Regions from separate parts of the Zea mays genome. Here regions 2 and 3 are each linked to region 1. A link is a contact called in public Hi-C data. All regions are on one chromosome and are shown on one strand. Each heading gives the region's core, a stretch centred on a gene start, on an enhancer-like site or on the middle of the called end of the contact. The rest is flanking DNA. Distances are from core to core; before and after follow the strand shown.

Region 1 (4,882 bases), core at 949-3,448:
GAGGCCGGAGCAAGAGCAAAATTTGTTGCATCGTCTTGGAACGCCCGAGAGGCCGAGAGATAATCAAAACATTTTATGCAAAATCCGTGAGAAATGCTTTGTATATTATATAGATAGTAGAGAGAATCAGCAAGATCGGTGTAGTATGCTTCACGTGGCAAACGAGCATTAATTAGTTGGACTATTCCATTACTACCTTATCAAAAAAGGTGATTTCTAGTTTAAGTCATGGTTTTTTAAAGATCAAAAAAATATATACTATATAATTAATATAATATGTGTTTGAGAACAATATTACTATCTATTTTTTTTTATATTAAGTCCGATTGGAAACTCAAAAACAAAATATGTAAGTATTTTTTCAGCGAGGAGAAGCAACTGCTGCCGAAAAGCATGCGGCATCAGCTGACCGGAAGCAAACGCGGGGGCGAGCAGGTTGGTGAGCGGCGCGCGGCGGGAGGAACGGCAAGGGAAGCGCAGACGCAGACCTGGGACCTTGGTGCGGATGGGGCCGCCGGTGGGGACCGCGCGAAGCCGAAGAACGATCTCCCCCGAGCCGGACATCGGCCGACCGCCCGCCGGTCCACCGCTGTGCCGGCGAAAGACCAGGTTCAGGAACTCAGGGGGCAGGAGCGGGCGTCGCTGTGCCTCCCACCATGTACCGTACGAGGACCCGTGCATGGACGCTCCCTGCGGCGTGGGCCCCACCCCTCGCCTTCACGGGCACTGCCAGACCAGCTTCCGCCTCCCGTCTGGTGGTCGCGGAACACACTGGCCTGACCCTCGTCCCATTTCCCTTTCCGTCGCCAGACTCCCCGCCAGCACCGGCAGCTCAACGCTGAGGGATACTGACATATGAGACCACCAGTTGGGACGGACCCACGAATCAGTGGGCAAGTGGCGGTGCCGGGCATGGTCCGAGGCAGTTGTTGGGTCCTCTAGGGCCGAAATCTCCGACCCGCGCGAGTCCTGCCTGGACAATTACCAGGCTGCCCTCGCGACACCACCCCTGGCTCCCGTAACAAAACGCGAGCGAGCGACCGACTAGGACTGGGCGTTCGGGTTTACCCGAAATTTGGGGTCGGGTTTTATGGGTTTTTTTTATTTCGGGTTTCCAACAGTAGAATCCGTACTCGTACCCGAACTTTCGGGTACCCGTAATTTCGGGTACCCGCAATTTCGGGTTTGGGTTTGGATAAAATTCGGGTACCCGTTCCATTTGCAGGTATAGATATGGGCTGCTGCCTGCTGGAACCGCAAGACATGAACGGAACCTGGACAGGACAGTACAGGGTCACTGCATCTCTCAAGTGCGTGCCCAGCTCTTCTCTGCACATCACTGTGCTCAACACCTTGTTTATTAGATCACTTGATATCTGTTGCTAGATGCATGCTGGAGCCTGGATGCCAACGTTTCACTCCCGCCATGTCTGTTCTTGTCCTGTCACGTTTTTTAAAATAAAAAAAAGAGGAGCAGATCTCGTGTCAAACAGCCTCTCACTTTACTAATTTTCTCTGGGACAGGAAACTGAAGAAGCCATTACTAATTTCCTCTATTAGAGAGATTAACCAAACTAAAGCAGACTGTGGGCCAATAGAGAGATTAACCTGCTGGGAGCCTGGGACGTGTGCCTGCTGGCCTGCTGGTGCGTGTGCCTGCTGGCCTGCTGGTGCTGGGAGCCTGGGAGCCTGCAGCCTAGCTCACTGGCCGACTGCGCGCACTGGGAGAGGAGAGGACAGAGCCACAGAGGAGTGCGCGACTGCGCGTGGCCGCGTGCGCGATGCCGCACTGCCGCGGACGCGGAGCCTTGGTTGCTGTCTGGAGGTGGGAGCCTGGGAGGAGGAGGACGTCGTCGGCCCGTCGGCCGCCTGGAGCTAGGGTTGCCGGGACCTGGGACTGGGATCAGGGACAGCCGGACAGGGAGTAGGCAGAAGCAGAACTGGGCCTGGCCGTGGGCTACTCTGCCGCTGCGCTGTTGCCTGTTGGGCTGCCTAGCGGCTAGCGCTCAGCCTGCCTAATTTCGGGTAGTATGGGTACTTTGGGTACCGCGGGTGAATACCCGATTAGGCCCAAACTTAGTTCGGGTATTCAGTTTTGTTACCCGTTGGAATTGTTCGGGTAACGGGCATCGGGCTAAACGGGTACGGGTTCGGGTGTTTTGGGTAACGGGCTTCGGGCTCGGGTTTTATGCCCAGTCCTACGACCGACCCCACTCCCTGCGGTCTCAAAACCTTCTCGCCTCCTCCTACCCCTCGGCCGGCCTCGCCTCACACGCTCGCTCTCGCCGCCTCGTCGGCGACGCACGCACCCGACCGCCGCCGCGAGCTGGAGTGACGGCCATGGCGGCGACGGCAGATCCGCGGGCGAAGCCTACGGCAGCGGCGGCGCACCACCTAGCCGTTCCGTGGGCGCATCAGGCGTCGCCAGCCGCACACCGCATGCCGCCGCCCGTCTTAGCCGCGGCCGCGGGCGGCGGTGGCTGCGGCGCCCGCGATCGCCACCGGTCGTCGTCGGCCCACCGCCAAGTCCAGGCCGTCGGGGAGGACAACCCGTACGACGGTGGGATCGAGGCGCTCCGGGCCAAGCTCATGGGCCACCTGCGCGACGCGGCGGACCGGCTCCGCGTGCCCCAGCCTCTCTGGAGCCTCGCCGCCTCGCGCCCGCCTTATCCTCGCCCTCCGCCGCCCAAGGCTGCTACCGCGAGCTCGCCGCCGCCGCCCGGTACGGACTCCGAGCCCGAGCTCAGGGCGCCGCCTCCGCTTCGGCCTCCTACACCTGCGCCCCCGCAAGCGGAAGCTGCCGTCGCGACTGCGACCGGGAGGCCGTGGAACCTGCGGGAGCGCACGCGGCGGCGCCCCGCCTCCACCAGGTCGTGGGCCGCGTCCCCGCCGCCTCCGTCGTCGTCGTCGCGGAGGCGGCGCAAGCGCGCCCCGTTCTCCGTGTCCCTGAAGGCGGAGGAGATCGAGGAGGACATCTACGCGCTCACCGGCTCCCGGCCGCGGCGGCGGCCTCGGAAGCGGCCGCGCGCCGTGCAGCGGCACGTCGATGTAAGAAGAATTTCCCGAACTGCCCCCCACCCCCCGTCCAAATCACTATAATTAATTGCTACGTAGTTTATTCAATTCCGCCTTTTTTTATGAATACATTTACGCTTTAAGCTCGCTTACTATCACTAGTAATATAAACAAATATTCTATGCAGCTATGCTGGCATAATTGTTGTGTGCAAAAAAAAAGACTATTAATCCAAATCCACTAACCACCAATCGTTTCCCTGCTGCAGTCGCTGTTCCCGGGGCTGTGGCTGACCGAGATCACCGCTGACGCGTACCGAGTGCCGGACGAGTAGCTCCACGAGTGACGAGTCCAGCACTCCAGCTTGATGCTGCTGCCCCAGCCAACCGGCCAGCAGAGCGCGCAAGCTCCAACTTGATCCAGGGCATCGTCCAGCGAGCCAACTAGCATCCTCCCGAGCTTTGTTTGTTTTTTTCCTCCCCTCGCCCTTCCCTCTCCTCAGTCCTCACTCGTCGTCTGGTCTCTGCTTGCTGCCTCTACTGTGGTCTGTACAGTGAAGTGTTTGTGATTACAACTAGTGCTAATCTACTGTCAGCTCTTCCATCCGTTACCTGATGACTGCTAGCTACTCTGTGCGCTGTTGAGTGTTCGTCACCGTTGTCGTCCAGCTCCAGCGCGCCGCCTTTACGTGTCAGCCTGTCCCACTCCCGAGCTCTCGATCCACCCATTTTTTCGAGCTAGTAGTACGCTGCCACAGCCCACAGCCAGCACCTGGCAAGCCTGCACAGGGCCGTGTCTGGTGGTGCCGTGGTGCTTTGGGGGCCTGGCTTATAGATGTCCATCTGGGCCGGGCCCACCGGGCGGCCCACGACACGGCACGAAAGTGGCCCGGCCCAGCACCGGCACGGCCCGGCTTCAATCGTGCCTGGGCTAGCCCGGCCCGTTCGCCGTGTCGGGCTGGGCCACAGAAATCGGCCCGTCGGGTATAGCCCGACCCGGCCCGCCTGAGGGGGAGGCACGCGGCGGCCCGGTTAGGTTAACCGGCCGCGCGCGACGCGCCCCAGTGGCCCAGCCCAGCAGCCACACCCCGCCGCCGCATTTACGGACACAGCCTCAGTGTCGCCCTCGCCTCGCCAGTCGCATTTACGCTCTCGCCCTCGCCTCGCTCTCTCGCCCTCGCCTCGCTCTCTTGCTCTCTCCGCCCGAACCCTAATCTCCTCTCCCCTCTCTGATCTGCGGTTCGCCGCCGTCCGCCGGTGTCTCCTGTGCTTGGAATCAGTTGCACGTCGGTCGCCCGCGCCGTGCTTGGACATCTATACTTCCTCTCTGTCCTTACCTTCCTCTCCCGGTCCTCTCCCTAACCCTAATCCCCTCCGGTGTTCCTCGCTCCACGGATCTCGGCCATCGTCCGTCGTCTCCGGTGCTCCGACTGCACAAGGTGAGTCCCTCGGGCCCTACTCCTTTCCCTAACCCTAATGCCCTTCTCCTAAGTCCTAACCCTAATTCTTCCGGTGTATTCCTCAACGTAGGTATCGGTTAAATCGGGTGCCGTGCAGTCGTTGAGGAGTCGGAGACGGGTGCCGAGAGCCGAGAGCCGAGAGTCGGAGACCGGTGTGTTCCTCGTCCTCGTTGTCGAGGTCAAGGTCTCAATACTATGGATCTTGACCCGGCTGCAGAGGATGAGGAGGCGGAGCGACAACTTGAGGACCACAATGAGGCGATGGATGCTAGACAAGCCTTATTGGGTGTTGGTGTCACTCATTTAGATCCAGTCGACCTCGAGGATTTCGTCGCCTCTAGAACAGGCACTGGCACTGCTACGGACTCCACGAGCCCACCAGCATCTACCACTGCCTCTGCTGGTGGC
Region 2 (4,882 bases), core at 1,708-4,207, 780 kb before region 1:
TACCTTTGCCCATCTTGATGCTACAACTGTGTTGTCACGGCAGGTTTGTCCATTTGGTTTATGTGACTGTTGTGTTAGGTACATGATTTGCTCATTGTGATTTCATGCTTCCTGTGCAGATCTCTGAGCTTGGTATTTATCCTGCTGTCGATCCACTGGATTCCACATCAAGAATGCTTTCTCCCCACGTGCTGGGTGAGGATCATTACAATACTGCTCGTGGTGTTCAGAAGGTTCTTCAGAACTACAAAAATCTTCAGGATATTATTGCTATCTTGGGTATGGATGAGCTCAGTGAGGATGACAAGTTGACGGTCGCTCGTGCAAGAAAGATTCAGCGTTTCCTGAGCCAGCCTTTCCATGTCGCTGAAGTTTTCACAGGTGCTCCAGGGAAGTATGTGGAGCTGAAGGAAAGTGTGAAGAGTTTCCAGGTACAGTTTAATCTTTTTTTTATCTCAAAAACCGATGTTTGGAAAATAATGATTTGCTCACTATTCTTTCTCGCAATACTTAGAGATGCACCTGTAGACGACACTTGATGCTTGCTGGGCTCCCTCATATTTGTTTGAGGCCTCATTTAATTTTCTCAGACAACATTCTTACATTCTATCCATGTTGCATCATGATGTTTCTATTTCTCCAATTGTTGGTTAGTAATGTATGACCTCACTATGGTGCTTTTGTATGAATTTTTTCTATTGTGCAGGGTGTTTTGGATGGCAAGTATGATGACCTCCCTGAGCAGTCATTCTACATGGTTGGAGGCATTGAGGAAGTCATTGCTAAGGCCGAGAAAATCGCCAAGGAGTCTGCTTCATAAGGCGGCTTCTTGCTTGTTGAATCCTGTACAATCAAGTTCCATTTTTGGATTTAAGCGATTGTTTATGCTTTTCGCAGTTAGGCAGCACGAGTTGGAGGTCCATCTCCTGCTGAGATGCTTGTTTTTCTCTTTGTTGTTCAAACACTTTACACCCAAATAAGCAACTGCAGTGACATTAATTTTGGCTGCACCAAAGTTACATGAACTGAAGAAACTTGTGGCCTGTGTGACGCGGATCAATCAGAACATAAAGTTACGGCTTCTGGTTGGTAAATTATGCTACTCTTCAGAGTCTGTTCCCGCATTGTGGAGGTATCTTGTTCTGGACTGGCTCTGCCGAAACTAGTTTCCGTGGTTTTCCATGTAGTTTTTTTATGGTTGTGCAACTTCTCGCCGGGACCAGTTTAATGTTTATCGACTTTGATTGGAGATGACCCGATGCTTTATTCAGAGTGTTTCTGTGATGATTTTCTACCATCTGCCCAGGTTGAACCGTCGATGGCGGTTCCTGCAGCCTATCACCTGCACCCCTAAAAAATCGAAGTATATAGATTTAGTTAAAATTTCAATCTCTAAAAAAATCTTATACATCCCTCAAATTTTCTCTGCGGTTCATCCGGGACATTCTTTACAGCGAACAAATGTTAGAGCATGACAGCATGTGGACTGAACGTCAGCTGCTTATCAACCTGAGTTGAATTAGGGGTGTTTAGTTCTGTGGACTATAGTCCGGGTCACATCAAGCGTTTGACTTTCAAATAGGAGTATGAAATATAGAAATATAGACCTAACTAACTGTACTAGATTCGTCTCACTTTTTAATCTTCGGCTGAGAAATTAGTTTTATAATCCGACTACATTTAATACCCCAAACAGAGGTTCAAACATTCGATGTGATAGGAGCTAAATTTTAGCAGGGGCAAACCAAACACCCCCTTATTCGCGTCGCGCGGGCTCCGTGGTCAACTCGCACCTATCCTTTTCGTCGATATGCTTAATAACTACTAGCTACTGTCTCTGCGCGGTCATTAACTTTCCAGACGGGGGTGTCTGTGTCTCTGTCAGTGCGGTTCAGACTGCAGAGCCCAGGCGATTGGATGTGAACTTGCGCAATACTTGGTTTTTTATATGGAGGAACCGGTCCTGGCGTCCTGTATGAGTCGTTTTGTCGGCCGATTATTTGTAGTACGTTTAATTACTGTTAGTGTTTTGCAATCAAAACGTCGGTCGGTTAGGTGTCGAGTCTAGAAATATTTTGTGTTTTCGTAATTCGAGTCTTGGGGCGGGCTCACTGTCACTGCTGAATGTTTGCCCCCCTGCCCTGTCATCTTGGTATCACCTGCTGCCTCCATTTCGAAGCCTACAAAATGGATACGGATATATATTTAAAAAAAGTAATCATGGGTTACAGGTAAACCAGCTGCAACCACAGTAGGTAGGTGCGCACGTTTAAATTGCGGAAGGGTAAGCCATTCCAGTGTAATAATAAGACACGGAGGCGCGCGGACTGTTTCTTTCTTAGAACCCGACTATAGCTGTGATATCTCGGTCCAAAAACAAGAAAAAATCTGGTAAAGAAGACACAAGGACTCGTAAACTAGCGACGAAGTCACAGGACTGGACAGCTTAAAAACGGGACAACACTGTCAAAATCCTGACGCACTAACTCGGAGAAGGTTTTGACTCGACCGCTCCGAACCCGAAGCAGCTAGCTCCCAGATAGAAGCAGTGGGGTGGTGCGCAGCAAAACGTTGGTCGCCACTCGGCAACCTGGCAACTGTGCAAGGGACAGGCAACGGTAAGGCTGCCGCCGCCGAGGACGAACCGCCCGCATCGGACGCGTTGCGGTGGGGAGGGGAGGGGAGACCCGGGACGCCTTGTACGCGAATGGGAAGCGAGCGGGGACACTTTTCCGTCACGCGTCCCAGTCACTGCAGCAGCCAGCTGAGTAGCTGAGAAGTGAGAACCCAGCCGGACCTGGACTGGACACCAGCGAGACCCCACCACGTCCCACGCGCAATCCCTTCCCATCCACCGCGCCAAACACAACCCCCCCCCCCCCCCCCCCCCCCCCCCCCCCCGCATCATCATCGCACCCCGACCCCAAGTGGATGTGGAAGGGGCTTGCGCTGACACCGCCCGTCCGCACCCTGCCACCAAACCACACGCATCCTTTCCTTTCCCTCTTCACTTGGAGTTTGCCATCGCCGTCGCCTTCGCCCACACGCGTTTTCATTCCATAGCGCTTCCTCCGCCCCGCGGCTTGCCCGCGCTATATTAAACCGGCGACCTCCCCGCCCAGGCAAGCTCACCTCACGCGGGGGTCATACCCAGCTAGCCACCGCCACTACACGTGTACGAGCTCACTGATCTCATCTCATCTCAATTCTCACAGCCCGGGAGGACGGACTCCGACTCTCCGAGTGCGCGCGTTGATCGCCCATGGGCAACTACCTGTCGTGCACGCTGGCCAAGGCGCCGGGGCCGAGGCCCGGCGGCAAGCGCGCGAGGGTGATACTCCCGGACGGCGGCGTCAGGCAGGTGGCGCTGCCGGCGACGGCGGCGGAGCTGATGATGGACGCGCCGGGCCACTTCCTCGTCCACGTCCACGCGCGCGGCGCGGGCCTCGGCCTCGGCGCGCGACTCGCCGCGCTGCCCGCGGACGAGGAGCTCCAGCTCGGCGCCGTCTACGCCACCTTCCCCATGAAGCGCCTGGGCACGCCGCTGGCGGCGCCCGACCTGGCGCGCCTCGCCGCCGCCGCCGCCCGGGAGGCGCACCGGTCCGCCAAGGTGGCCAGCGCCGCCGTCGTCGCCGCGCAACCGCCGGAGGACGCGCCCAGGCTGCGGCTGGAGGAGATGGTGGACGACGCGGCCGCCGCGGAGATCGCCGTCACCAAGCACTGGGCCAGCGGTGCCCGGTCCAGGAGGCCCACGCTGGAGACCATAGACGAGGAGAGTTACCTGTCGTCCAGATAGATAGTGGCCTACTTGCGATGCGCTTTTCTTCTCCGTTTGGTTTTTTTTAAGCATTCGGTTCAAACTGGATGAACCTCAAAACATATGTGATGGAAAGTAAGTAGAACGTACAGCCATTTTTGTAAAAAAATAAAATAAAACAAAATATGCACTCCTATGTTTTCGAATATTTATCATCTCTTAGCTTATTTTTAAACAAAAAACCGACAAATAAAAAATAATAGACAAATTATATGCCAAATACACTTTTTAGGCGTTTGGTTCCTCGTCCCAAAAACTTTAACTAAGCATCTCCAAGTGCTCACAGAAAACGACTCCTCAAAATCAGTTTTAAGGGACATCTTATATTAATTAGTGGGGTATATTTTAATACTTTCTCCAATAGATCCCTTAAAGCGGTAGATTGTTTCTGGGGAGCCCAAAAAACCTCTCATTTATAGCTATAAATGAGAGAGTTTTAATGGCTATTAAAAAGTTGGGAGCGTTTTAGGGAACTGTTGGATACACGTTTTTGTGTTTTTCCAAAAAAAACTAGATTCAGAGAACACTTCTGGAGAGCTCTTGTCGATGCTCTTATATCAGATCTGTAGATACCAATTAAGAATATTAAATATATGTTAATTACAAAGCTAATTATCTAATTGCATAAATTAAGATTGATTTGTGTGAGGAATCTATTAAGACTAATTAGTTGATAATCAACGCTTCCGTGAGCATATGTTGATTATAGATTAATGAGGCTAACAAATTCATCTTACCAATGAGACACAATTTGTGCAAGTAATTCTATAACTAGCTCGTGTTTAGTCAGTCTAATTAGCATCAGAATATTCGCATGTTGAACCGGAGAGAGAAGTCCAGGACAACACATGGAAATATAAGGGCTTGTTTGTTTTGTTCTCAATTCATGTGAATTGAATGTGATTGAGTGAATTTCAATCAAAATCTTTCATAATTTTTTTTAATCTCATACAATTCATATGAGATAGAAATAACCGAACAAGTCTAAATTGGGACAAAATGTTAGGGAGGAGTGTATAATGCTCATGCTATATACTGCGTAGGACGCAAAAAAGAAAAAAAGAA
Region 3 (4,882 bases), core at 1,594-4,093, 560 kb before region 1:
AAAACTAGAAAGTGTGAGCCCTGCCTATCCCTTTTGATATGGCTATATACATACGTGCATGTACCCTATCATAATAATAAGATATTACAAATCCATCTATATCTTGATTTCAATGTCCTTTCTTTATCGTGATGTCAATAATCTCTATATCATGTCAAGTTTAAGAAACGGATCAGGATCTGACGTGTTAATACAGTGCTTTTGTAGACTTTGGGAAATTTGATGCATCTTTCATCTTTGTCTAAGAGAGAGAGAGAGAGAGTGGGTTGATTTTGCTTTATAGGGATTAGCTTGGGCCGTTCACATCATACTTGTTATATATTTGTTGGGCCGTTTTGCTAGATTGCTATCTTCCTCGGCCCTTTCTGCTCAGCTGCTCTCGCTGGCCCGCCTTCGTGCTTGACACCCAGCCCATAATATAGCGGCCCCTTTGCTCGATGGAGGGCACTATGGAATTCCGCCTTTCATCACGTGCTTTGGCTGACATGAAACAACTTACAACACCACCAACGACATGGCGAAGGACAGGCCGAGAACAACCGGAACAATTAAGAAGGCGGGAGGAATATGGAGTGATTTAATTTGAGATAAAAGAATACAAACTGCAGTTCCCTCATGGCTTCATGGTATCAAGAGAGGCGATTAAGCATTGGCCATTTGGGAAATGGAATTTGCATGGATGAAATCCAAGGGAAAGTCTTGGTCAGGATGGGAAATTTGACTGGCATACCTGGGAGACTCTACTTAACACAAACCAGTGCAGGGAAATCTAGCCAAACCAGAACGTCTTTCCGCCGCAGTCGTTCAATTGGTTGCATGGCCGAAGCACATAACATAATATAAAGTACAAGTAATAAAACCGAATCATAGTGCAAAACAAGATTCTTCCATAGTAAGATTAAAATGGTTGGGCGACCGGAAAGTAGCGAAGAGACAATATAGCTCACGACATCAAAAACTTGACAAACATTACAATGTTTTCCCCCGAAAGACTGCCTAGACCAAGCTGATTTCAACATCTAGCCTGCGTAGCCGTACCCGGAGATCTTCCAAACCCTGATAGACCCATCGGTGTAGCCAGTGTAGAGGGTGCTTCCGTCCGCACTCCAGCTCAAGCTTGTACAGTACAGGATCTATACAGGTGCACCAGAAACAGTTGGATATCAATCAGAGAAGTAGACGATCATATAATACGTACTGTAACAGCAGTTTCTACCAAGTTCATAGTCTAACATCACAACGGAAGACAATTTACACCAGAGCAAACACCTAACTGGCGCTGCCTGTATTCATGGATAAATTGTTCACAGATATCTAAATGATAGTATGGCATGTTACACGTTATAGCAAAAAAAATCAATGCAGAATATAGTTCCAATGCAATTGCGCACTGTTGGCACAAAGTAACAAAATGGCATCAGAGTTCAACATTACATATGTGCCTTGCCCATGCATATCTAGAACACCCACAGACTAGGTAAGATATAATGCTGATAACAAACAATGGACTGGGTGAGGATATAAAGTTACAAACTCAGATGATGTAATTCACTAACACTCATGGTGTAATACTGGGTAAAAACAATAACAAGAGCATATGTAAAACAAGTGGAAAATTGATAGAACAATTAAAGTGATACAAAACTATGACACAGCACACAAATCATCTTTTAACCAAAATATATTCTTATATGCATTAGCACTAAAGATTCAGCACCCTAACAGTTCTGCAGAGAACTGGACATTTGTTGAAGTTGGATATATATGTATACATACCATATAAGTGGATTAACGGACTAATTCCTCAATAAGGCAGCACAACTCATGTACAAGTAGCTACAGATCCTAACCTACACGATTTCTGGCATGCTAAACGCAGGTTAAGGGCAGAGACGAACCTGGTTCTTGGAGACCTGGATGTCGGGCTTGAGGTCCTGCACAACGTGCTTCGACTCGAGGTCCCAGATCTTGACAGAGTCCTGCGTCGCAGCGCAGAGCCAGTAGCGGTTGGGTGAGAAGCAGAGAGAGTGGATGATGGAGCCCGCGTCCAGCGAGTACAGCCTCTTCCCCTCAGCCAAATCCCACAGCAGAGTAACACCGTCCTTCCCGCCGGAGGCGCACAGCGACCCGTCGGGGCTCACAGCGACGGCGTTAACATAGCCACCGTGCCCATCCAGAGTGCAGCGCAGCTTGCAGTTGGTAAGGTTCCAGACCTTGACGGTGCGGTCCCAGGATCCGGAGACAATGGTGGGCTGGAAGGTGTTTGGGGAGAACCTAACGCAGGAGACCCACCCGTTGTGGCCCTCGCCGCCGCCGAGGTCGCCGCCGATGGTGTACTTGCACTCGCCGAGAGTGTTCCAGAGCTTGATGGTCTTGTCGCGGGACGCGGAGACGATCTGGCGGTTGTCGACGGAGAAGGCGACGGAGATGACGTCCTTCTCGTGGCCGACGAAGCGGCGGGTGGTGAGGCCGGTGGAGAGGTCCCAAAGGCGGAGCTCGCCGTCCCAGGAGCCAGAGAGTGCGAACTGGCCGTCGGAACTAAGGACGACGTCCTGGACGAAGTGGGAGTGGCCGGTGAGGCGGCGGAAGGGGACGCCGTAGTCGGCGGTGACGCCGGATTCCGGGGTGGAGTGGACCGGGTTGGTCAGGTCCCACACCAGCACGGACTTGTCCCGGGAGGAGGAGACGATGAAAGGCGAGTTGTCGATCGGGGTCGCGATCGCCGTCACCTCGCCGTTATGGCCGCGCATCGTGCCCACCAGGGAGAGGGACTCCTGCGCGCCGGCCATGGTCGCCGTGGGGGATTGGGGCTGCAAGGGTTGCTGTGGCGGCGGCGCGAGGCGTAGGATGGCGAGGGAAATGGGGCAAAGCGGGAGACCAGGCCTTTATAGTTGGGAGAAGGTGGGGGCTAGGGTTTTGCGGGTCTGGCGATCTGCGCTAGAATGGTGGGTGGAAGATCAGAACCGTTGAATAGGATAGCGGGGGTGTGGTACTGTGGTGGATGATCATTAAGGCAAAGGAAAACTGCATAAATCCACTTACAAGTTTGGGGTGTTTTCAAATACCCACAACTTATATTCTGTCAAACTCCTCCTTCCAAATTAGGTGGTCTAATCTTATAGCAAACACGTTTGGCTCCATCCTTAAAACACTAATCGGCTTGGCTCCTTGGCTTGGTTAGCTTAGCCAAAACCGAGCGCTCCATCCAGCTCATACAATATGCCATGAAGAAAATCTGAAGCCAGAAGGTACGACCTTATCAAATTATCATCAATCATCCAACAACAAGAGAACAAGCTTTTCTAGAAACTAAACTACTAGTAACACTTTGCTGAGGTCACTTGTAACTTTGTAAGGCGAGTGAAGAAACTAGTAGCTAGCACTAACAGTCAAATGCCAGGGCTGCTGAAAAGCCAAGACGGCACAGCAACAGGTGGAAATGGAACAGGAGTGAAGGGCATGCTGCACGCGGCTAGTCTGCTTGTGCATACGCAACCAGCTATGCTGCAGAACACATTGTAACTTGTAAGTAGGCGCTCCAACAACCCGCATGAGCTCATGGGAACCGAGCGCTCTATCCAGCTCATACAGCAGGGCTAATAAAAATCGTTTCAGAATGCAATTACCAAATAAAAACCAAGCGCTCCATCCAACACATCCAACACATAATGTAGTGACCCAATAAAAATCATTTCAGAATCATATTTTGCAGTAACAAGGCGCAATAGTCACAGTTTACATTAACAAGGCACATATCACAGTTAATCATTCCTTTTCCTTATTGAGAACAACTTTTGTGGCCTAATTCCAGGTCCTCCTTCGATGTTCTGACAGACTCCATTGACTTCATCATTGTTCATGTAGTTTTGGCCTTCAAATGGAGCCAAATTGTATTGGCTTGAACCTTCAAATGTTGACGGGTTTGGTTGAGATGAAGTAGGAACACCAATTGAGGCCTAAAATATAGAAATATAGCTATGTGAGTTGATACCTTTACCATGGAAAATGCAAAATAAATAGTGAGTCACAAACCCTCGTGTACTTAGCTCCCTTCCTAGGCTCCCAATCAGCCCTAAGTGGCACTCCACATCCCTTAACATTGTGACCATAAGTGTGGCAATTGGAGCATTTCACTGCAGCCCTTTTTGAGGCTCTAGACTCAACATGAGGTTCTCCTTGCGTTCTCACTCACTTCTTCTTTGGTCTTCCAGGCTGGGCATGATAAAATGGAGGATCCACATCAGGCAAGTATGTGCTTAACCATTGTCTCTTGTCTGGCACAAGTATAATCATACCCTCATATGTGGCTACATATTTCTCCCTAGTGAAGAACAATGACATATAGTTTTCTGGCTTGTGTTTGAACTCATGAATAGCAACCACTGCATGTGAGCATGGCACTCCAGTAACATCCCACTTGTAGCATCCACATTTGTGATTGTTGAGATCAACAACATATTGATTGTCTCCACTTGTGACTTGCCATATCCCATGCCCAGCACAGACGGCCCTGCAATATGAAGCATTTTTCTTCTCAAACTCAAGCTTTTTCTGATAATTTGGAGCTATGAACCATGTGTCCTTCTTTGCACCATCTCTTTTAATATTAATAGACTCCATCAACTTAGTCCTAATGTGCTCCACCATCGTGCACATAGGTTCTTCTCTTGCCTCCAAAATCCAAGAATTGTATGACTCGCTAATGTTATTAACGACCAAGTCAGTTTTAGCATCGGGGTTGAACCTATGCCTTGACTAATGCTTACTATCAATGTCAAACAACCATTTCCATGCTCTAGTGTTTTCTTTCTTAATATCATCCCTAGCTTGTTTGAAATCAAACTCCTTGTACGCATAGGCAGCCATATCCATTAGCTCTTTT

The links. A called contact is a pair of places that touch in the nucleus more often than the background predicts.
Region 2: a Hi-C map of leaf shows a contact between it and region 1, with 5 times the contacts expected there. The contact joins the promoter of LOC100278798 here to the promoter of LOC103635296 in region 1. A contact is called at or near these places in 2 of 25 Hi-C or Micro-C datasets (ear and leaf).
Region 3: a contact with region 1 is called in a Hi-C map of ear, with 2.2 times the contacts expected there. The contact joins the promoter of LOC100216946 here to the promoter of LOC103635296 in region 1. A contact is called at or near these places in 4 of 25 Hi-C or Micro-C datasets (ear, leaf and tassel) and 1 of 3 datasets of contacts at active chromatin or transcription factors (leaf).

Annotation. Positions count from the first base shown.
Region 1 is chr8:66,439,331-66,444,212 of Zm-B73-REFERENCE-NAM-5.0, reverse strand. LOC103635296 (serine/arginine repetitive matrix protein 1) reads left to right here and starts at 2,198. Exons shown (of 2, transcript XM_008657788.4): 1 at 2,198-3,048; 2 at 3,284-3,625. The coding sequence starts at 2,341. The coding sequence ends at 3,349.
Region 2 is chr8:67,218,792-67,223,673 of Zm-B73-REFERENCE-NAM-5.0, reverse strand. LOC100278798 reads left to right here and starts at 2,957. Exons shown (of 1, transcript NM_001151957.2): 1 at 2,957-3,947. The coding sequence starts at 3,263. The coding sequence ends at 3,796. It overlaps LOC100285442 (ATP synthase beta chain), which reads left to right. Exons shown (of 9, transcript NM_001158335.1): 7 at 1-43; 8 at 120-431; 9 at 707-1,109. The coding sequence ends at 820.
Region 3 is chr8:67,001,917-67,006,798 of Zm-B73-REFERENCE-NAM-5.0, reverse strand. It overlaps LOC100216946 (guanine nucleotide-binding protein beta subunit-like protein), which reads right to left and starts at 2,843. Exons shown (of 2, transcript NM_001143328.1): 1 at 1,899-2,843; 2 at 772-1,133. The coding sequence starts at 2,789. The coding sequence ends at 1,020.